Linked DNA regions of Mus musculus: all the other regions are linked to region 1. A link is a contact called in public HiChIP or PLAC-seq data. All regions are on one chromosome and are shown on one strand. Each heading gives the region's core, a stretch centred on a gene start, on an enhancer-like site or on the middle of the called end of the contact. The rest is flanking DNA. Distances are from core to core; before and after follow the strand shown. Region 1 overlaps Cdkl3 (cyclin-dependent kinase-like 3). Region 2 overlaps Gm30217 (a long non-coding RNA gene). Region 3 has its middle 4.8 kb from the start of Gm39820.

Region 1 (4,166 bases), core at 927-3,426:
TTCTCCCAGGCATTTCCTTCTCTACTGTATTATTTTGAGGCACATCCTGGCATCATAGAATTCTTCCCTAAATATTTCAAAACCTATCTCCAAAAGTTAAGTGCATCTTTTAAAAATATGTAATTGCTTATCACAGCTACAAATTGTTTAAAACATCGAGACCTCTAGTCAACATTAAGGTTTCTAAGTTTCTTGTATGTTTAACATTCCATTTGAATCAAGTGCGTTTTCATCTTAAGTTGGTGGTGGGCTCTCCTGCTAAGGCACTGGATGAAATTCTGTTGAATACGCTGGGGCTGAAGATGTCAGGATGAGCACAACAAGGTAGCTTGTTCACCCAATGGGAGTAGGTTGTGATTCTAGACTTCACTCGGCTTGTGGAAGCCAACAGCCATTTCCACAGATGCCCGGTTTGTATGTGCTGATGTAATGCATATCAGACACTGTGGTTTATCTTTCCTTCTGTGGCCCTTGTATACATGTCCCTTTAATATTTTTCTTGTTCCCATCCCATTAAATGTCTGTGCAGCTTCTCAGGATTTACTGTATCGAATAAGATGGATAGTACTTGTTTACTGATAATTCATGGTAAGCAAATACTGATTTGCACAGACTTGCCATCTTATTCTTCCATGAAACTAGGAACAGGGTGGGGTGAGGTAAAAAACGGATGCCCTGACCAAATGAGATAACATCCTGAAAGTGAGTTGCAGCCCGTGAGCGCTTTGCAGGTTTTTTTTTTTTTTTTTTTTTTTAACAGGCCGGGCAGCTTCATCTCTCACCCGTTTACATTTGATACTAACTGCGAGGAGACTTCCCCAGCTCCTCTCTGTTCAGGCTCTCACCCACCATCTGGGTTGCTTCGGTGGGGTTTTCTCTGCAGCCCCACAATCAAATCTTGCTAATTTGATCGTACTGTAAGCACTACAATGTTTTGTGGCAGTTTGGTTTGTTCCCTCTTGTTTGATAAAAACAGAAACAAATAGAAGGGGAGGAGAGGGTGGCAAGGCCAGTACAGGGACAGCACCCACAGATATGGCATGCTGTTCACAGAGACCCACTCCTTGGAAGCCCCAAGAGCAAGGAGCAGGAGTAGTGGCAGAACTCTTGCTCACATGCTAGTCCTTATGTGTTCCATTGCTAGTATGGAAAAATGAAAGCAGTCTAAACTCATGGTACATGTTTGAGGCTGCAGGTGGCTCGGTTTGCAGAGCGCTTGGCAGCATGCAGGACGCCCTGGGTTTGCTTCTTGGTACCGTACATGCACGGTGCCAGTCACCTGTAACCCTGGCTCTGGCAGGAGAATCAGGCTCATCCTTTGCTCCTTAGTTCTAGGCCAAATTAGACAACAGGAGCAGAGTGGGGAAGGGTGGAGGGGCAGAGGGGGGAAGGGAGGAGGGGCAGAGAGGGGAAGGGAGGAGAGGCAGGGGGGGAAGGGAGGAGGAGCAGAGGGAAAGAAAGGAGAGAGGGATACAGGTGGGGAAGGAGGGAAAAGAAAGGGAAGGGAGGGAGGGAGGGAGGGAGGGAGGGAGGGAGGGAGGGAGAGGGAAAAGGAAGACAGGAGGAAGGCAAGCTACTGCTTGATACTGTGGTTACAATGTGATGTAGTGAGGCTTCCCAGTGACTCCAGCCTTCTGAGAATGACCTGTCCTGATAAGAGCTTATTGTTTGACTTTTATGTTTTAGAAATGCACTATGCTCAGAAACAGGACTGGCCATAATTAGCTAAGGCTTCCTCTCCCATGGTTCCTGGCAAAGCTATAAATCTGGAGTAGTGAGACAACTAGGCAGACCCTCTCACAAGGCCACAGTGCCCAGCACACAAGCCACGTCTTTACTGCCAGCCCAGGGCCGTAACTTTACGAGAAGTCACTTTAATGACATGTACCCAGTTCACACAGTCAAAATATGCTGCCCAGGTGCGTTGTTTCCTCCTGCGGTAGGCGTTGTGGGTGTCAGCTCCTGGTGTTTGGGTGAGGCAGGAGCTTGCAGGCTTGATGACACTGAGCAGCGGGCGGTGACAGGAGATCATCTAGCATAAGGTGCATGACTCCTGTAGCAGTAGGAATACTGCTGTGCTGTAGCCGAAGCCCAAGGCAGCCCTTTACCTCATAACTTTGTCTGCAGACAGGATGTTGGGCTGTGAGATACAGCATGGTCGTGTAGACGACACCACCTGTTCTCAGTGTCACGTGTACAACAGGCAAGGGAGGCTGTAAGTCGTTTTACCCTCTGCCTGCTGTGTAGGAAGTCCAACACTTGGTGCATTTATTCTGGTGAAGCTTCTGGGATGAGGAAGTCATGGTCGATGGCCTCCTTTGAACCTGACGTCACTGATGTCGCTCTTCCCTTGACAGCCCATGGGGCCTTTCTGCGGTCAATTATAACTCACTGTTGTTGCTCGGTGGGGGGAGGGGGTAACATCTGCCTAATAGAGGGAGAAATGGCCGCCTTTGAATCTAGTTCAGAATGAAACTGTGTCATAAAGAGAGTCTCAGGACAGCTAAGCATCACCCACAAAGATGACAGTGAGCATTGCCTCACTCAGCAAACTGGTGAATCGCGTCCTGGTTGCTAGTGTCTGTTTGCTAATTAGATCTCCTTAGTTAAGGATCAAAGTTTCCTCAACTTTTATTCTTATAGGATGTAACAAAGGGCAGGAATTCAGGAAGGTAGTGTCTATAAACAATTATAGCTTGAGGCAGGAAGTAGGCTGAGAAAGAGGTATGGAGGAGCCATGAGACTGGGGTGCTGGGAAGGCTCCATGGCGGAGCAGCTGACCTGGGGCTTGACCAGCAGGGGGACTTAACAGACTGAAATACAGGTGATGAGTTATTGTAGGTTGGATGTTTATGTGTGGGGACATTGGGCTAAGCATGTACCTGCACCCTCCTGGCAACTCAAGGACATGGGTGGATGCTGCCTTAGTCCCAGGTTAGAGCTGGGGAAGTTTGTGTCAGAGGCATGCAGTTGGTGAATGACATAGGCAGGATTCAATCCAGTCTGACGTGAAGGGTAACTTTTAAATACCGGCCTGTCCTGTTCTTTGTTCTAGGAGTGAATTCAGTGGTTCACTTGGTTGGGAAAACAGGCTCTGTTGTGAAAGCATTGCTTGTCAGGCAGCTAGAGTATGCAGTGGGCAGGGAGCATCGGGCTCTTCTGTACGGCAGGAGTGGATCACAGAGAGCTTCGGGTGCTGTGCTAAGGAAGTAAGGTAGTCTCAGAAGGCAATGGGTGCCTATTAACGAAGTGACAGAACCAGTTATGTCCCGGAAGACAGCTGTGGCGTGAAGGGCGGGAATAGGAAGCATGAAAAGCAGGTGGCTGCTCTACTGTACAACCTTAAAACAGGAATCTGGGCTGGGACTGGGGCCTCTACCTGTAATCCCAGCACTTAGAAGGCTGAGGTAGAAGGATTGTCAAGAGTTCAAGGCCAGCCTGAGTTATGTAATGAGTTCTATAGAGCCCTGGATTGCAGTGAGACCCTGTCTCAAAACAGTATTTTCTAGGGAAATGTTTGCATCTGGATCTTAGGAGCTCCATGAGCAGACCTGTGTTTATGTTTTGGTTTGGTTTGGTTTGTTTTTTTTGGGTTTTTTCGAAACAGGGTTTCTCTGTATAGCCCTGGCTGTCCTGGAACTCACTCTGTAGAGCAGGCTGGCCTCCAACTCAGAAATCAGCCTGCCTCTGCCTCCTGAGTGCTGGGATTAAAGGCGTGCGCCACCAGGCCTGGAATTTATGTGATGTTTTTAAAGTCCCACTCATCTATCCTTGCAAGGAATATGGAGAATGTGCACGCATGTGTCACTTGTAACTACAACTGTTGATGTGTGTGACTGTCTGTCTTGTAATCCTCACGAATGGCAGTTATTACGTGATAAGTGAGTGAGTTCCTAGTTGCAAGGAGACAGAGACCAACAAAACCAGACGCTGGATGCTTCTTGCCTGTTTTCTGAATGCACATGTGACTTCCTCGCCCTTTGTGCTGGCTTACATTCCTGAGCTGTGTGTCACTCTGAGGTAATGTGTGCCAACAGGGCATGATATCATAAAGGGGAGTGCTCATGAAGAGACACACACACTAATATTTTCATGGCAAGCATGTTCCCATGGCTTCCCACCCCAAGTGTAGATTGTGACACACATTAGATTTCCTGAAATCTTGA
Region 2 (4,166 bases), core at 432-2,931, 240 kb after region 1:
GAATATATTTATATACATTCTATATAAGTATATAGGATGGAGTTAGAGATTATATGAGTATATATAGATATAGATTCTATGTAAGTGTATATCTTCCCTATAAATATTTAGAATGCAGTTAGAGATTTTATAAGTATACATAGAGATTCAATATAAATATATATATATTCTCTACAAACATACAGAATACAGTTCGATGGAGCTTAGTGGTAGAGCTTGTATTTGGAATCTGGAAGATACAAGGCCCTGGCTTCAACCTCTAACACTGCAAAAAAGAAAAATCCAACTTAAAAAATATTTGGGAACCTACAACATGGGCATGAATAACAACCTGGCCTCATTACACTCTCTAGTTGGCCTTCTTCTGGTCTCATGTTTGTCCCCTTAGTCCTTCTATAAGGTTTTCTTTGTCCCTTCTTCCATACCTGTGGTCAGCTCTCCGCCCACCTGGCTCAGGTCTAGGGCTGTGCTGTGATTTGAATGTGTGCCCCATAAAGGCTTGCCAGGTTGGTCTTCCCAGCCACGTGTGGATGGCATTTAGCTATGGAGACCTGGGGAACTGGTCAGGAGTGTGAGAGAGGTTCAAGTGTCACTCTAATGGCCTTATATGCAGCCAGAAGACACTCACCAGATGCTGCTGTTGTGCCTCTGAGCCTCGAGCCAAATAAACCTTTATTCTTTATCAATTATCCCAGGTTGGGTATTTTGTTCGAGCAACAGAAGATGGACCAAGGCCATGTGGCTTCAGGCTGATCAGATCACAGGCTGATGAGACTCCAGAGGGCCTGAAATTTAGGGATCATAGAGTAACCTTTTCAGTAGCCCCTGACACTCTGGCCTTAGTCTGGCACTAGGACCTGGAGAGGGCCTCCTCCTGGACTTGGGGACCGAGTCTCTTGCTCAGAAAGATTCCATGACTTTCCTCTGGAGTAAGGAATTGTCAGAATTCTTTGGCCATTTTGATAGGACCCTCCCACCTGCCACTGTCCCTAGCAAAAGCAAATGAACCTTGTGTGTCACCACATGGTGTTCTCTGGTAGTAGGCTTGCCTGGGCAATGTCAGCTGACTCTTAGAAACACCCAGTAGGCCTTTTGCTGTGATATAGAGCATATCTCTAGACATAAACATGTTCTTTGAGATGAGGTCTCACATAGCCCAGGCTGGCCTTGAAATCCCTAAAAGGATACTTTGAGGTTCTGATCTTCCTGCCTCTATCTCCCCACTGCTGGGATTAAAGGAATGAACCCCCACGCCGTTTATATGGTGCTGGGAATTGAACCCAGGGCTTCTGTGCGTGCGAGGCAAGCACTTTATAACTGAGGTAGGTCCCTAACCCCATGTACCTTTTTTTTTGGGGGGGGGGGATCTCTGATCTTCAAAGTTCTGTTTGCTCACTTTATTTTCTTCAAAAACCAGGGCATCTCCTTCAGTAGAAGAAACCTATGACAACGAAAATAAACACTGTGGGCCAAGGGGGCTCCTGGGTGGGAGGGGGCTGGCTTTCTCAGGCTTCTTATTTTTCTGAGTCTCCCCGGGGCACACAGCACTCCCCTTCCCCTCCCCCAGACCTTTCAGGTGAGAAAACTTTCCATTGTTGCCCTATCTCGTGGTAATCCACTTGCCTCCTTGCGGGAACCACAGGTGCACAGATCTGAGACCTGATCTGTTCCACTGGGTGCCAGGCAGGGCCGAGGACGCGAACCCCAGCAAGAAATAGCGCCCGCAACCGCAAGGCCCGGTGTGTGCGCCCTCTGAAACCATAGGTAAAGACAATTACCGGCAGTTTCCATCCACCGTTTTGTTTTTTGTTCAAAGGCCACCGAGCATTCTCAGCAGCAGACCCGAGACGTAGTATTCCCACCACACGCCACCTTCATAAACGTGCGATAAAAGCTGTGGTCGCTTTGTCCCGGCTCTTCCTTTTAACAGTCAAACTTTCAAGTTTGATGTTGAAACTGCTTTTTTTCTTCAAGTGGGCTTTGATGCTTAGATAACGCTTAGAGATAAGGAACCTGCCTTCAAAACCGCTCACTGTACCTCCAGCTCACCACTAGGAGCGTCGCAAGGGAAAAATCAGACACCTGAGCTCATGAGAGGGAAGAATGTGCTGAGTCTGTGAAATGCTCCTTCTGCCTGCCTGCCTGCCTGCCTGCCTGCATGGGAGATTTGCAGGGGGAGAGAAAGGGAGGGAGGGAGGGAAGAAGGAAGGGAGAGGAGAGAGAGACAGAGAGAGACCCAAGAGACCCGACCCGAGAGACAGAGGGATTGCCTCCTGGGGGTGCAGCTTAGTTGATAGAGGGCTTGTATAACCTCAGTGAAGCCTAGGTTCAGTCCCCAGCATGATGCAAATGAGGAATGGTGGCTCATGACTGTAATTTTGGCACTTGGAAAGGGGAGGCAGAAGGATCGAAAGTTCATCATCCTTGGTTATCAAGTTTTGGGCTAGCTCTGTTTAAATAAACAAACAAACAGGAAGGAGGGAAAGAGAAAGGAAGGAGTAGAGAGAGAGAACTGAGGAACGTACCTTAGTTGGCAGAAAGTTTGCCCTTCATGTACAAAGCCCAGGGCACTGCATAGATTAATGGCGGTGACATTTGCCTGTGATCCCAGCACTGGGCATGGAGGCAGGAGGATCAGTCGTTCAAGGTAGCCTTGGCTACATGGGGAGTTAGAGGCTTGTCTGGTCTGTATGAGATCTCTCAGTTGTATTGTAAGGGTTCATGTCTGCTTTTCTTTAATTTTTTAAAATTTTATTATTTTATGTTGTGGCTGTTTTGCCTACATATATCTCTATGTACCATGTGTGTTCAGTGCCCACAGAGGCCAGAGGAGGGCTTTGGATCACGGGGAACTGGAGTTAGAGACTATCATGAGCCACCATCTAGCTGCTGGAAACTGAACCCCCATCCTCTGGAAGAGCAGCAAATGCTCTTAACCACGGAGCCATCTTTCTCCAGCCCCACTTCTCCCCACCCCATTCCTTTTTTAGAGTCTCATGTAACCCAGGCTAGCCTAGAACTTCCTGTATAGCTAGGGTGATCTTGTACTCCTAATCTTCCTGAGTCTACTTCCCAAGTGCTAGGATTACAGGAGTGAGCCACCAGGCCAGGTTTATGATGTTCTGGGGGTGGAATCCAGCCAGAGCTTTGTTCATGTGCACTACAGGTAGATCTCTGAGTCCAAGGCCAACCTGATCTATGATCTTCAGAGTGAATTCCAGGGTAGCCAGGAATACACAGAGAAACCCTGTCTTGTCTAATAATAATAATGATGATGATGATGAGTTGAGAAAGAAGCACTGTCTAGTAATAATAATAATAAATAATAATATAAATGGGATAAAGACATTAGCTCACTCCTAAGCAGCCTTCTATTTAGCTATGTCTTGTGTCCATGAACCCCAAGGATATGAGTCTATGAGGTTGAGGGGTGAGAGCCAGTTTAGATCTGAGAAATTAAGTCTTAAACTGTCTCTTACTAACTGTGTGACTTTAGGTGAGTTACTTCACTTCTCTGGGCGTCAAGTTCTTCATCAGGAAGATGCAAGTTTCATAGTAAAAGCCCTTTAGACGCGAGTGCCACTGCCAAGCAATCCAGTCTGTGATTCTATGAATTGCCAGGATTTGCATAAATATAACATTTAGGTTTCTAAATGTCTTACATCTTTCAGCAGCTGGTTTGATCTCTGCTACGAGAGCTGTGAGTAAGCAGGCAGATGTGCCACACTTTCATACTCCCATTTCAGAGATGGAAAAATGGAGGCACAGAGAAATCAAGTGGCTAACAGGAGAACAAACAGTGACAAGTTGGTCACTGTCCAGGCCTGGACAGACATATAGAGAGCCATGGACCCCTGTCTTATGGGGCAGCCTCACAGGTGGAAAAGACCAGTACCACAAAAGAAAAAAAAGACAAAATCTTGCTTTGGTCTTTGGCAGCTTCATGACCCCAGGGATTGGACTTAACTTCTGAGCTGGGATTAGAGTTTCGAGCTTTGAGCTGCAGAGAATGAGAATTCTGCCTCACCCCAGCCCTGGAACCCAGAATCTGAATCTTAGGAACTTCATGATTTGACACCCCTCCCCCAAACACACACTCCCGTCCTGCCCTACAGAACCTGGCTATATGATCTTGAACTTTTAGCATCCTCCTGCCTCTGTCTCCG
Region 3 (4,166 bases), core at 695-3,194, 200 kb before region 1:
CCTAAAAATAATTTCCATCTAACTTGAGGCTTTGTGATTTGATGCACACGGTGCTTGCCTAGCAGATATACGTTTTAAACCCACGTTTTTAATCTAAAATCAACATCCAGTTCCAGAGAGTCTGCATTATTTATGCATAGTAAGTAAGACGCAGCTAGAGCAGCCTGGAGTGAGTCTAGAGAAGAATGGTCCCCGCAGGGTTGGTGGGGCATCTCTCTAATCCCAGAGCTTGGGAGGTTGAGGCAGGGTGGCTCCTCAAATGTGTGAGTTTGAGGTCAGCACGGCTTATGTAGCAAGACCCACATGTCACCAAACAAGTAAGAAGGAAAGAGTCCTTATGAAGGTGACGAAGTTAAATGCACGCATGGGCTGACAATGACAGTGTGTCAAGGGACCCTGAGGTCCAAGAGGTAAAGGCACTTTTAAAAAGATTTAATTTTTATTTGACATGCACAAGGGTTGTGATTCTGTGTGAACCACAGGAGTCCCTGGTGCTTAAGGAGATCTGGAGATGACATTGGATCCCTTGAACTGGAGTTATGAATGGGTGTGAGCCACCACATGGCTCCCGGGAACGGAAAACAGGGTCTCTGCAAGAGCAGCTAGGGCTCTTAACCACGGAGCTGTCTCTCCAGCCCCTCAACTGACCTTTTAAAGTCTGCTTATTAGATGACTGAAGGGTTGGAAGATATGTGTCAGATGAAGAGAAAGATGGAAGGGTGTGGTTGATGGTGGAGATGTGACAAAGGGGAGGGAGGTTTAAGCTGTGGCCTGTGATGAGCTGGTAGATCATGGTTACATCTGAATAGGTAGGGAGGATGTAAAGGGCATAGGAGAGAAACAACACCCACCCCATTGTCTTCAGTGTACTTCCCAGAATCTGGGATGATGTTCCGTTAGGAGACAAAAGAGATTCTGCAGAGATGAATAAAATACAGACATTGGCGTCGGGCAGTGGTGGCACGGGCCTTTAATCTCAGCACTTGGGAGGCAGAGGCAGGAGGATTTCTGAGTTCGAGGCCAGCCTAGTCTATAGAGTGAGTTCCAGGACAGCCAGGGCTATACAGAGAAACCCTGTCTCAAGAAAAACCAAACAAACCAACCAAACAGACAAACAAAAACCCCCAAATACAAAACAAAACAAAACAAAACAAAACAAAACAAAACAAAACCAGACATTGGGCCTAGAGATGGCTCAGCAGTTAAGACCATTACTCCTCTCGCAGAGGACCCAAGTTCAGTTCCCAGTGTCCATCTTGGATGTTTCATGACTGACTTTAATTCCAGCTCCCAGGGATCTGGCACCCTCTTCTGACTTCTGCAGGGACCCCCCCCCCCCCATGCCCTTGTGCATCCCCTCCCCCATATACACATACATAAGAAAGAAAAATAACTCTTAAAAAGTTAAGGAGCTTAGTTAGGCTGGGCAGTGGTAGTGGCTCAGGCTTTTAACCCTTGTACTCGGGAGGCAGAGGCAGGAGGATCTCTGTGAGTTCACAGGCCAGTTTGGTCTACAGAGTGAGTTCCAAGACAGCCAGGGCTACACAGAGAAACCCTGTCTTGGGGCAAAAAAAAAAAAAAAGAAAAAAAAAAAGAAAAAAAAAAAAAAAGAAGGAGCTTGTGATGGGCCATGGCTCTGGATTATCCAGGTGAGTCCTCCTATGTCTGTCCTGACCAGATCCTTGGGGGCTGGAGTCACAGACAGATGTAACACGGCCTTTGCTGTGTTCTTCTCAGGTCTCCGTTGTGTCAAGCGCATTCCCACCTCAGGAACTTTGAACTTGCTGTTTCCTCTGCCTGCTCTTTTCATCACTCAGATCTCGGTCCAAATGAGAGCCGGCTCTCTGTTTCCAGATTTTTGTCCTGGAGCTCTGAGTACACTCTGTTCTGGTAGGGCTGGGTTGGGGCAACAGGATGCAAGCTCCTAGCCTGAGCTGGCTGGCATCCTCCCCAGCCCAAGTCCCGCCCAAGATTGCGGGATGGAGCAGTGTGCATGAGTCATCCAGCCACAGACACAGTCCCCTTGTTGGAGGGACCTGAGTAGTTAGGTTGTGGCTAACTCCAAGAGCCAAGGGCTCAGTTGAAAGGGGAGGTTAGGAATTCCCCAAGTTCCTCAGAGTCACACAGGTCCAGGAGGGAACCCGGGAGTGGAAGAGCTGAGGATGGCTTGTGTAGATGGTGCCAGAAGCCCTCTGAAGAGACTGTTGTGTCCCTAACCCACGCTTGAGCAGGCTCTGCCCATGTAGATGGTGCTTACAGTGGACTCACAGGGCTCACTACCCACCTACTGTGGGGGTATTTATCCACCTACTGTGTGCTGAGTATCACTCACACATCTTACTGCAGGTCAGAGCCTGCCCTCCAAGGGCCTGCAGTCTCAATGAGACCAATATACCCACCAAGTCTACAGACTTACTGAGCAGGAGGGGCTCAGAGTTGGGGTGCATAGGGGAGGATGTGTGGGGCAGGTGGGGATGGTCAGTAAGAGAACCTGCCAAAGGGCAGGGTAGGGGTTCACTGCGGGAGGCAGAGGCAGCTTGGGTATGTTACCTTCATAAGGCAGATGCCATGAAGAACCAACAAAAGGAAGAGTTAGTCACAGAAATTTATTCTCTGGAATCTGGAAGCCAGAAATCAGTGTTGACAAGACCTCTTCCTTCTAATGCCTTCCTCAGGGGAGGGTGCTTCTGGCTCTTCCAGCTTCTGGTTGCTTCAAGCATTCTCTGGCCTGTGGCCACATCTCTGTGGTTTCTGCCTTCACCACCACACGCTGTCTCCTCTGTGCCTGCTTATGTGTCTCTGTGTCTTCACATGCTGTTTCCTCCTCCTCCTCCTCTTCTCCCTCCTCTTCTTCTGTGTATTACCCAAATCATCCTCCCTCATACTCAATTTTTCCATGCCTTTCTTTCTCCCCTCCTCATCTCTTCCTTCCCCTTTCTCTCACCTCATGCTCTCCTTTCTCTCTCTTCACCTCCTTACCCCTCCCCCTCCCCCTCCCCCAAAACTTCTTCCCCCCCCACCCCCCGCCCAGTGAACTGTATTTCATTTGTAACCCAGGCTAGCCTTGAACTTACTATGTATACTGTATAACCCAGGTTACCTTTAAACTTACAATTCTCCTGCCTCAGACTTCTGAGTGCTGGCATAACAGGTGCACTGTACCGCTACACTCAGCTTTCAATTTTCCTGTTTTTATAAAGATGCCAGTCATACTACATAGGGGCCCATCTACTCTAATGATCTAATTTAACTGTATTAAATTGGCTTCCACGTAGGGTCACCTTGCAGGTACCAGTGATTAGGACTTCAGTACATCCTCTTGTAGGGTGGGACACAATTGAGCAAGAGCAGTGAGCAAAGGCTCAGAAGGGACAGAGCTCAGGGCCAGATGTGTCCCAGGCTGGCCTCATACTGCCCATCCTCCGACCTCAGCCTTCTGGTACTCATTATCATATCTGGCTTGGCAACTAGGAATGGCCTCATAGGCCCATAGGAAGTGGCGCTGTTAGGAGGTGTGGCCTTGCTGGAGTGGGTGTGGCTTTGTTGAAGGACGTTTATCAGGAGGGGGTGGGCCCGTGAGGTCTCAGAAGCCAGACTTAGTTGGCTCACTTGCTCTTCCTGATGCCTGCCAATCCAGGTGTAGAACTCTTAGCTCCTTCTCTAGCACCATTTATGTCTGCCTGCAGGCTGCCATGCTTCCTACCATGACAATAATGGACTAAACCTCAGGAACTGTAAGCCAGAACCAATTAAATGATTTCCTTTATCAGAGTTGCTGTGATCATGGCGTCTCTTCCTTCACAGCAATAGAACGATACCTAAGACAGTTGGCAACCTGTCTTCTCAGGGAATCCTCAGACACTGACATCACTGTGTGGGTGCCACCTCTGGTGTAGGGCCCACCTCATGTACTGCCCAGGGCTCAGGTGGGGCGTCCTTCACACTGTTCCTTGCAGTCTCATAGAGTGCCATGTCCAGTCTGGCCTTAGAGCCTTGAATCTGGCCCCTCACCCAGATCCTAAACGCTTTTCTGCCAGACTTCCCACCTGGGCTTGGATGTCTTCGCCACAGGGTGCACACAGTAGCAAAGCTATCCGGACGCCACAACTCCTGACTGCTGGGTGGGCTTTTGTTTTCGGGACCCCACCAAGTCCCTCCCAGCATCT

The links. HiChIP or PLAC-seq counts read pairs in DNA pulled down with a chosen protein or histone mark.
Region 2: a BATF HiChIP or PLAC-seq map of CD8 T cells shows a contact between it and region 1, with 10 read pairs. The contact joins two enhancer-like sites. A contact is called at or near these places in 1 of 484 Hi-C or Micro-C datasets (myocytes) and 4 of 115 datasets of contacts at active chromatin or transcription factors (CD8 T cells, acute myeloid leukemia, large pre-B cells and 1 more).
Region 3: a BATF HiChIP or PLAC-seq map of CD8 T cells shows a contact between it and region 1, with 7 read pairs. The contact joins two enhancer-like sites. A contact is called at or near these places in 3 of 115 datasets of contacts at active chromatin or transcription factors (CD8 T cells, double positive thymocytes and pancreatic cancer cells).

The regions. Positions count from the first base shown.
Region 1 is chr11:52,074,110-52,078,275 of GRCm38.p6, forward strand. The region is part of intron 13 of Cdkl3 (cyclin-dependent kinase-like 3); the gene reads left to right. Among named protein-coding and RNA genes, the nearest start is that of Ppp2ca, 23 kb to the right of the region's middle. Within about 2 kb of position 2,177, at least 151 of the 459 cell types and tissues checked have an H3K27ac peak or open chromatin away from gene starts, as enhancers often do. A contact at or near this core is called in CD8 T cells and regulatory T cells, where this site is marked.
Region 2 is chr11:52,312,535-52,316,700 of GRCm38.p6, forward strand. The region is part of intron 2 of Gm30217 (a long non-coding RNA gene); the gene reads left to right. Among named protein-coding and RNA genes, the nearest start is that of Gm30217, 7.1 kb to the left of the region's middle. Within about 2 kb of position 1,682, at least 51 of the 459 cell types and tissues checked have an H3K27ac peak or open chromatin away from gene starts, as enhancers often do. A contact at or near this core is called in CD8 T cells and regulatory T cells, where this site is marked.
Region 3 is chr11:51,872,502-51,876,667 of GRCm38.p6, forward strand. No RefSeq gene overlaps it. Among named protein-coding and RNA genes, the nearest start is that of Gm39820, 4.8 kb to the left of the region's middle. Within about 2 kb of position 1,945, at least 205 of the 459 cell types and tissues checked have an H3K27ac peak or open chromatin away from gene starts, as enhancers often do. A contact at or near this core is called in CD8 T cells, where this site is marked.